Regions from separate parts of the Sus scrofa genome. Here region 1 is linked to region 2. Evidence: chromatin contacts called from public Hi-C data. All regions are on one chromosome and are shown on one strand. Each heading gives the region's core, a stretch centred on a gene start, on an enhancer-like site or on the middle of the called end of the contact. The rest is flanking DNA. Distances are from core to core; before and after follow the strand shown.

What was found. A called contact is a pair of places that touch in the nucleus more often than the background predicts.
Region 1: a Hi-C map of liver shows a contact between it and region 2, with 1.8 times the contacts expected there. The contact joins two enhancer-like sites. A contact is called at or near these places in 1 of 5 promoter capture datasets (liver), 3 of 47 Hi-C or Micro-C datasets (fetal heart ventricle and liver) and 1 of 2 datasets of contacts at active chromatin or transcription factors (skeletal muscle).

The regions. Positions count from the first base shown.
Region 1 is chr4:117,700,132-117,703,646 of Sscrofa11.1, reverse strand. CDC14A (dual specificity protein phosphatase CDC14A) reads left to right here. Exons shown (of 16, transcript XR_002343573.1): 9 at 2,444-2,674. Among named protein-coding and RNA genes, the nearest start is that of GPR88, 78 kb to the right of the region's middle. Within about 2 kb of position 1,681, at least 13 of the 83 cell types and tissues checked have an H3K27ac peak or open chromatin away from gene starts, as enhancers often do. A contact at or near this core is called in liver, where this site is marked.
Region 2 is chr4:117,581,280-117,584,653 of Sscrofa11.1, reverse strand. No RefSeq gene overlaps it. Among named protein-coding and RNA genes, the nearest start is that of GPR88, 41 kb to the left of the region's middle. Within about 2 kb of position 1,978, at least 4 of the 83 cell types and tissues checked have an H3K27ac peak or open chromatin away from gene starts, as enhancers often do. A contact at or near this core is called in liver, where this site is marked.

The DNA of each region.
Region 1 (3,515 bases), core at 432-2,931, 120 kb before region 2:
TGTCTCATTTTTTGAAGACCTAACTAATTGAATCAAGTTGGACTTTACCTGAAATCAGCCTCAGCACAAGCCCTGGAATCTGACTGCCAATGTTCAAATGCTGCCTCTCTCTCTTCCCAGCAGTGTGTGCAGGGGCCAGTCCCCTTTCGCAGGCAACAGGGACTGAGCCATTGTAAGGCTGAATGAGATAATATTCATGAAGCACTAAGCTTAGTACCTGGCACAAAGTAAGCACTTCGGTAAATGTTAGAGTGATTATTATTGTTATTGTTACTATTTCAATGCCCCACTGCCATATTTGGATAACTGTTCAGGGTTCTTTTCTCAAAAGACAGACACGGTTTCTCTTGATAGTTGATTTGAGTGTATTATTTGTAATGCCATTTACTGCTGATGGAAACTCAAATATGAAGAGAAGTTCTTACAGCCTTGGTGGAGGAGGGGAGGGGACAGACACCCAATGAACTGTGAGCACATTTCATGGGAGTCGCCACAGAGGTGCCAGGTATGCTAGGAACCCAGGGTCAGAAGCACTTGTCAGCCTGTCACACCAGGAGAAGGTCCCGTGCCACGTATTATGGGTCCTCTCCTTCCATTTCTCCCATGATAGAGAAGCTCCTGTTTCCTTATGCCAGCCTCAGTTATTTTCCCCTTTAGGCTGTAAAATGATTTGAGCAAATAAACCAACTAAGAAAACAGATTTGAATTTTTCCAAGTTGAAAGGCATGTTTTCTCTAAATGTGTATAAGTCACTGTTTCTGTGCAGAACATCGTGAATGAGCTTCATATTACCTGTTTGCTCCAAAGCAGCATGGCTTGTGAAAATAGCATAGCTGTACTGTGGATCGGTTAGGCCAGTCTGCTCATTCTGCCTCCAGTCATTGTGTGACCTTGGCCAGTTAGGGCTCTGTGTTGCAGGCAGCGGAACCAATTCTCATCAACGGAACCCAAAAGGCATACTGGAATTGTATTGGGGAGCTCACAGCCTTCAAGGGGAGGCTGGAGAATGAGGTTTAGAAAATGAACAGGATCTGAGAGAGCTCGTGTATCAGTAGGATCCAGCCTGAAATGGAAGCTACTTAATTTCGAACAGAGGGAATGCAGTATAAGGAATTTGTCAGAGAGAAGGCTAAAAAGTAAAAGGGTAACTGAAAAAAACAAAAACAAAAACGAAACCCCACAAAAAATCCAGCATATTAAGGAAGAAATAGCTATTGCCTTTAAGGCTGAGGGGACAGAAAAGAAAACGTGGGGTTCCCAGACCCAGGGAGCTGGGCGGGTGCTGGGAGCCTGAAGGCTGGTGCTTGCATCTGGGGGCTGGGCTTGCATTTGGCAGGAGAGCCTGATGCTGGGCTGTAGGCTGGTGCTGGGAGTGTCCTCCCTTCTGCCACTAAAGCCTTGCTGGCAGGAGGACAGGAGACCCCCCTTCTCCCTCCCTCGGCCTCTAGTTGCTCAGCTTGTGCTTCAGGGCCTCTCACTTTTCCCTCTGACAGGAAGCCAGTGGGAAAGGTAGCTGGGGAAGTGTAATACATGCAGCCCAGCCGAGGCAGCTGAGAGCTGGCTTGACCTGAGAGAAGGTGGGAAATGACCAGCAAGGGCAAGATCCGAGGCCGTGGAAAATTCAGCCAGGGACACAGTACAGAAACTGCTGGTTCACTTTACTGGCTGCTGCTGCCTACCTGGCTTAGAGCCCAGTACCATGGATGAGTTCCAGTGTAATCAGTGCGCTGAGAAATTAGTCCCCTTAACCCCTGGGGCTGCCCAGCAAGGCAAAGTGCCCACTGGTCACCTTGGTTGGCGGCCCAACTGTTTGTAACCCAGCCGACTGCTGCTCCCAGGAACACTCACCAGATGCTGAACCCACTCACCTTAGAAGGGGGTTGGAGGCTGAGCATCTGTTCTCCAAACAGAAAAGGTCTACAAAAAAAGATGCTAACTTCACCTCATGTAGTTTTGTAATCTGTTACATGGGGTTTACAATTTTTTTCTTAATAGGTTGTTTTGAGAATTAAAGGGAATTATCTGCCCTTGTGACTTGTGCATGGCAGGTGCTCAGGAAGCAGTCTGTTGCAGGGGTTGCGCTGTGGATGAAAACTGCAGGTCTGGCAAAAAGGCTTTCACCATAGTTCACAGGTGTTTGTCAAGAGGAGCCAAAAGCACAAAGAGTTATTCCGAGCCTACTGTGCACATCCGAGCGCCTCCAGAGGCCTGCTTCGGTTAAGGTGGAGTGCGCTCCCCAGCATTCAGAGCTTTTTCCAGTTGGAGAAGGTTTCTTTCCTTCCTAGGTGTTTCTCTCCGTTATTCAGACTGCTGGGCCCACCTCACTCATGAAATCGCTTTGCTCCCGATCTCTGTTGAGATGAAGGATCTTCCCTGCGAAGGGTGTTGGGGTTCCTAAGATGAAATGCGTCCCTCCGGCTCACAGCTTCTCTCTCTCCTTTAGGTTATCCGCTTCACGCCCCCGAGGCCTACTTTCCTTATTTCAAAAAGCATAACGTGACTGCAGTTGTGAGGCTGAACAAAAAGATCTACGAGGCGAAGCGCTTCACAGACGCCGGCTTCGAGCACTACGACCTCTTCTTCATCGACGGCAGCACACCCAGCGACAACATCGTGCGAAGGTTCCTGAACATCTGCGAGAACACCGAGGGGGCCATCGCGGTTCACTGCAAAGGTGCGCGCGAGGAGAAGGCCTGGGGTCCTGGGTTTCTGAAAGGGAAGCAGAACCAGTTGGCGCCTTGAGGGGGTTGGGGGGGGGAGAGTCATTTTTGGTTTCAGAAAACTGGAACGCAAGCCCCCTTAAGTAACCCCTTCCTAAAGAACGGGTTGCTTGGATGTGGACGGTGGGTGGGGAGTGGCTTTCTGGACAAGGCAGTTTTTCCGGCCTTACCTTCCCGAGTTCGGGCTCGCCGACCCCAGACGCCAGGAGGAGGGAATCACCGCAGCAGGCGGTAGGCTGGCAGGAACGTCTCCAAGTCTGTACCTTTGCCCCCAGGCAAGGGTTGCTGGTTCCCTCGTCCCTCCCTGCTCTGAAATTGTGGGTCCTTTTCCCACCCCCTCCGCCGCTATGCCCCTACTTCATGACCCCGCCGTCTATCTGGAGCCCCACTTCGCCTTCCGCGTTTCCTCTCCCCTGTTAGTCTTTTGCATCGCGGGACAGGGTCTTTCCCGCTCATTGCTGGGGGACCGCAGCCTACTGCGCTCATCGCTAGCTTCCCTGTCGCAGTTGTGTTACTGCCTCTTGAATGGAAGACTTAAGCTATGTGAATGCATCTCTGGTCTCCGGGAGTGGGTATTTTGTGGGGTTTTGTGTGTGTGTGTGTGTCTTTTTGCCATTTCTTGGGCCGCTCCCGCGGCGTATGGAGGTTCCCAGGCTAGGGGTCGAATCGGAGCTGTAGCCACCGGCCTACGCCAGAGCCACAGCAACGCGGGATCCGAGCCACGTCTGCGACCTACACCACAGCTCACGGCAACGCCAGATCCTTAATCCACTGAGCAAGGTCAGGGATCCAACC
Region 2 (3,374 bases), core at 729-3,228:
ACCAAACCAAACCAGAAACTTCACCCCCCTGCCTCTAATGTTTCTCTTGTGTACTTAACCATTGTTGAAATTGTGTTACCTAAGTTAAGATCCAGCAAAACATTTAGCCACCATCCTGCCTAATGCTTCAATTTCACAGTCACCCCTTGCAGGAAGTCCTGGGCTGTTATGGGCCATGAACAAGTGTGTTTGGGGTCAGTAGAGAGACAGGCTGGGACCTGGGACCTGGGACCTGGGTTATTTTGCTGCGGTGGCCACAATGCTTGCACCTGGACAAATACCTCTCAAACAACAAAATACAAAGAAACTATCAGGGACTAAAAATCACTGCTTACATGAGCAGTTGGAGCAAATTATGGGAAAGAAGTACAAAAAACAAAGAAAAAAATTCAACTGCCACTTCTGAAGAGCCTAGAGAAAAAGCAGGGTTTTGGAAGCAAAAGCAGGGTACTAAGTATGCCCTCTGCACCATAAAAGGAACAAGCTTGTCCCCTTCCCAGTGACCGAAGTCCAAACAAGCAAGGAGAACTGTTGTTTGTTTTGCCCCCCCCCCCCCCCCCCCCCGCCCCCGCAGCAGGGGCCCTGAATAAAGCCTTGCCTGAATTTTCCTGTCTGACCTCTTCATCCATTTCTATTGATTACAGAGGTCAAAAACCCTGGCCAGGAGTTCCCCTTGTGAATCAGAGGGTTATGAGCCCGACTAGTACCCATGAGGATGGGGGCGCGACCCCTGACCTTCCTCCGTGGGTTAAGGATCCAGCCTTGCTGTGAGCTGTGGTGTAGGTCACAGAGGTGGCTCGGATCTGGCGTTGCTGTGGCTCTGGCGTAGGCCAGCAGCGGTAGCTCCGATGCCACCCCTAGCCTGGGAATTTCCTTATGCCATGGGTGCGGCCCTAAAAAAAAAAAAAAAAAAAAAAAAAAAATTATTTTCTACTCATTCTCTATGTTATCCTATTAGGGGAGCAAATTTCTTTACCTCCACAGTCATGGGAGTCACAGAGATCTGAACCAGTCTGTAAACCCCGTGGCTTTACGACAATACCAAATTTTCGCAGTAATTCCTAATTGTGGTAGTAAATACTTGCAGAGCACTTACTGTGGGCCAGGGTCTGTGTTAATCAAATTAATCATAATAACAACTTTACGGAGTACACTGTCAATTCGGTAAACGTCAAAGCAATTTTCTGACATCATGTAACGATTACTGGAAACCTTCGAATCTTAAAGTATTCCTTTCAGATCTTCCTTGGAAATGTTTTAAGGATCTCCGTTTCCCTCTTGTGTCCCAATTTCTCCAAGCAGAAGGAGCGTCATGTTTCTTGTTTTTCAGAGCAGACCTAGTCTTACAATCAGGCGAGACTTTCTTGCTTGTCTCAGCAGCTTTATTGAAAAGCACATCACATTCTACTGGCTGGGAGAAGGAGCTTTGTTCTGTTCTTTTAAAAAATGCACAATCGTGCACTTTATTAAAGCCAAAGTTAAGGAATTCTTTCTTTCTGGGCAGGCGCAAGGCAGGCCATGCCCTGGCAACCACTTTCTGTTACCCCAGGTGTCCTATTGGAGGCCTAGTGTGACCGTAATTGCCCCTTACATGTGCCTGGGGGTCAACGGTGTTGTTTCTTTTTTTTTCCTTTTTAGGGGCCGCACACGCAGCATATGGAAATTCCCAGGCTAGGGGTCAAATCGGAGCTGCAGCCACCAGCCTAGGCCAGAGCCAGAGCCACAGCCACGTGGGATCCGAGCCGTGTCTGTGACCCGCACCCCAGCTCACAGCCACACCGGATCCTCAACCCACTGAGCGAGGTCAGAGATCGAAGCCCTGTCCTCATGGATACCAGTCGGGTTTGTTAACTGCAGAGCCACGACGGGACCTCCCCAGGGATGTGTGTTAATGTCAGCCAGACTCCTCCTCTTCTCCAGAAAGAGGGCAATGCCAGCACCTCCGCTATTAGGACTGCAACCGTTTCCTCATTGAGCACGACCTTGGTTTCCCGTTTTGATAACCCAGGACAGCGTGTTCTCTTTCAGTTCGGCAGAAGTGTTGCTAGGTGGTGGTTGTTAGTCTATTAGATGCTTGTGTCCTTTGGAGGCTTGTTTTTGTATTTATTTCCACCACGAAGATCACGGGTTTTGAAACTGGCCGAAAACATTCACCCTCTGCACCAAGCCCCAGGTCACACTCCGTCTGGTGTCGTGAGAGAGCCTGGAAGCCACATCGTTGTCTCAGTGGTCATTGGCTCTGGGACGGTGCGAGCATCACTCAATCGCTTGGGGCCTTAGTTTCCTCAACGTGAAATCAGGAAATTTAGATACACTGTCCTAATAACAAGAGCTCACGTTGATCGAATGTTTTGCCATAAGCTTTAGAAGATGCTCCTGGTTGACAACAGCTCTGCCAGGCAGGGGCTCTTATTAACCCATTTTACAGATTTGACTGAGCTGGGGAGGCATTAGCTTCTTGGCTCGTTTACTGACCTGCTGTCCATAAACGGTGGAAATAGTGCTTGAGGCCAGGGCATCTGCCTCTTTATTCTCAGAGTGTGACCCACAGACCAGCAGTGTCAGCCACACCTGTGCACTTGTGACCAAGGCACACCCTTAGGCACACTCTGGCTCTTGGGGTGATTTCTAGGCACATACCTGTTGACTCACTTCCCTAGAACCCGTCTTCTCAATCCCCACATTGTGATTTTCTGCATCCAGTGACTTTTTCAGTGTCTGGGACATGGTCCAGTTAACTCTGGTTGGTTATGTGGTGGTTTCCCTGTCCCCCTGCTTTGTGCACCCCCATCCCTCGGGCAGCTGGGTGCCTGATGCGGGTGTCCCACGCCCAGAGAAGAAGCAGTCGACGGCCTGCAAAGAGTGTATTTTTCTCTTGTGACTGCCAGGATCCCATGGCTCTTGCACCACCAAGGTCAATGCATATTGAAGTTTTGCTGTTGCCAGAAATCGCTCTATTCCACAATGGAAAAAAAAAAAATACCCAACCCACTGGAAATTCTTCCCAGTATGAGAACATATGCCTGTTACATGCATAAACTTCCCCTCATTCCTATTAGAGGGCCTCTGATAAACATTATCAGTTCTAGGAGACTTCAAGGCGTTTGGTTATGTGAATTAAGCAGAGAACCCTGCATGCTTTCCTTTCTGGTGGACAAAAATCGAGTTATGTTTATAACTACCAAAGATAACAGATACTGTAAATACAACAATTTCATGTATAGCCAGATTGCTATTTAAACCTTAAAGGGCCTTTAAAAATTCTTTTGGGGGCAAAAATGGAATTTTAGTTTTTTCTAATCGATCCTAGTCACCATTAGACACCATGTCACCCCGATGTTGCTGTTGTTGTTTCTCCTTAAGAGTCTGAATTC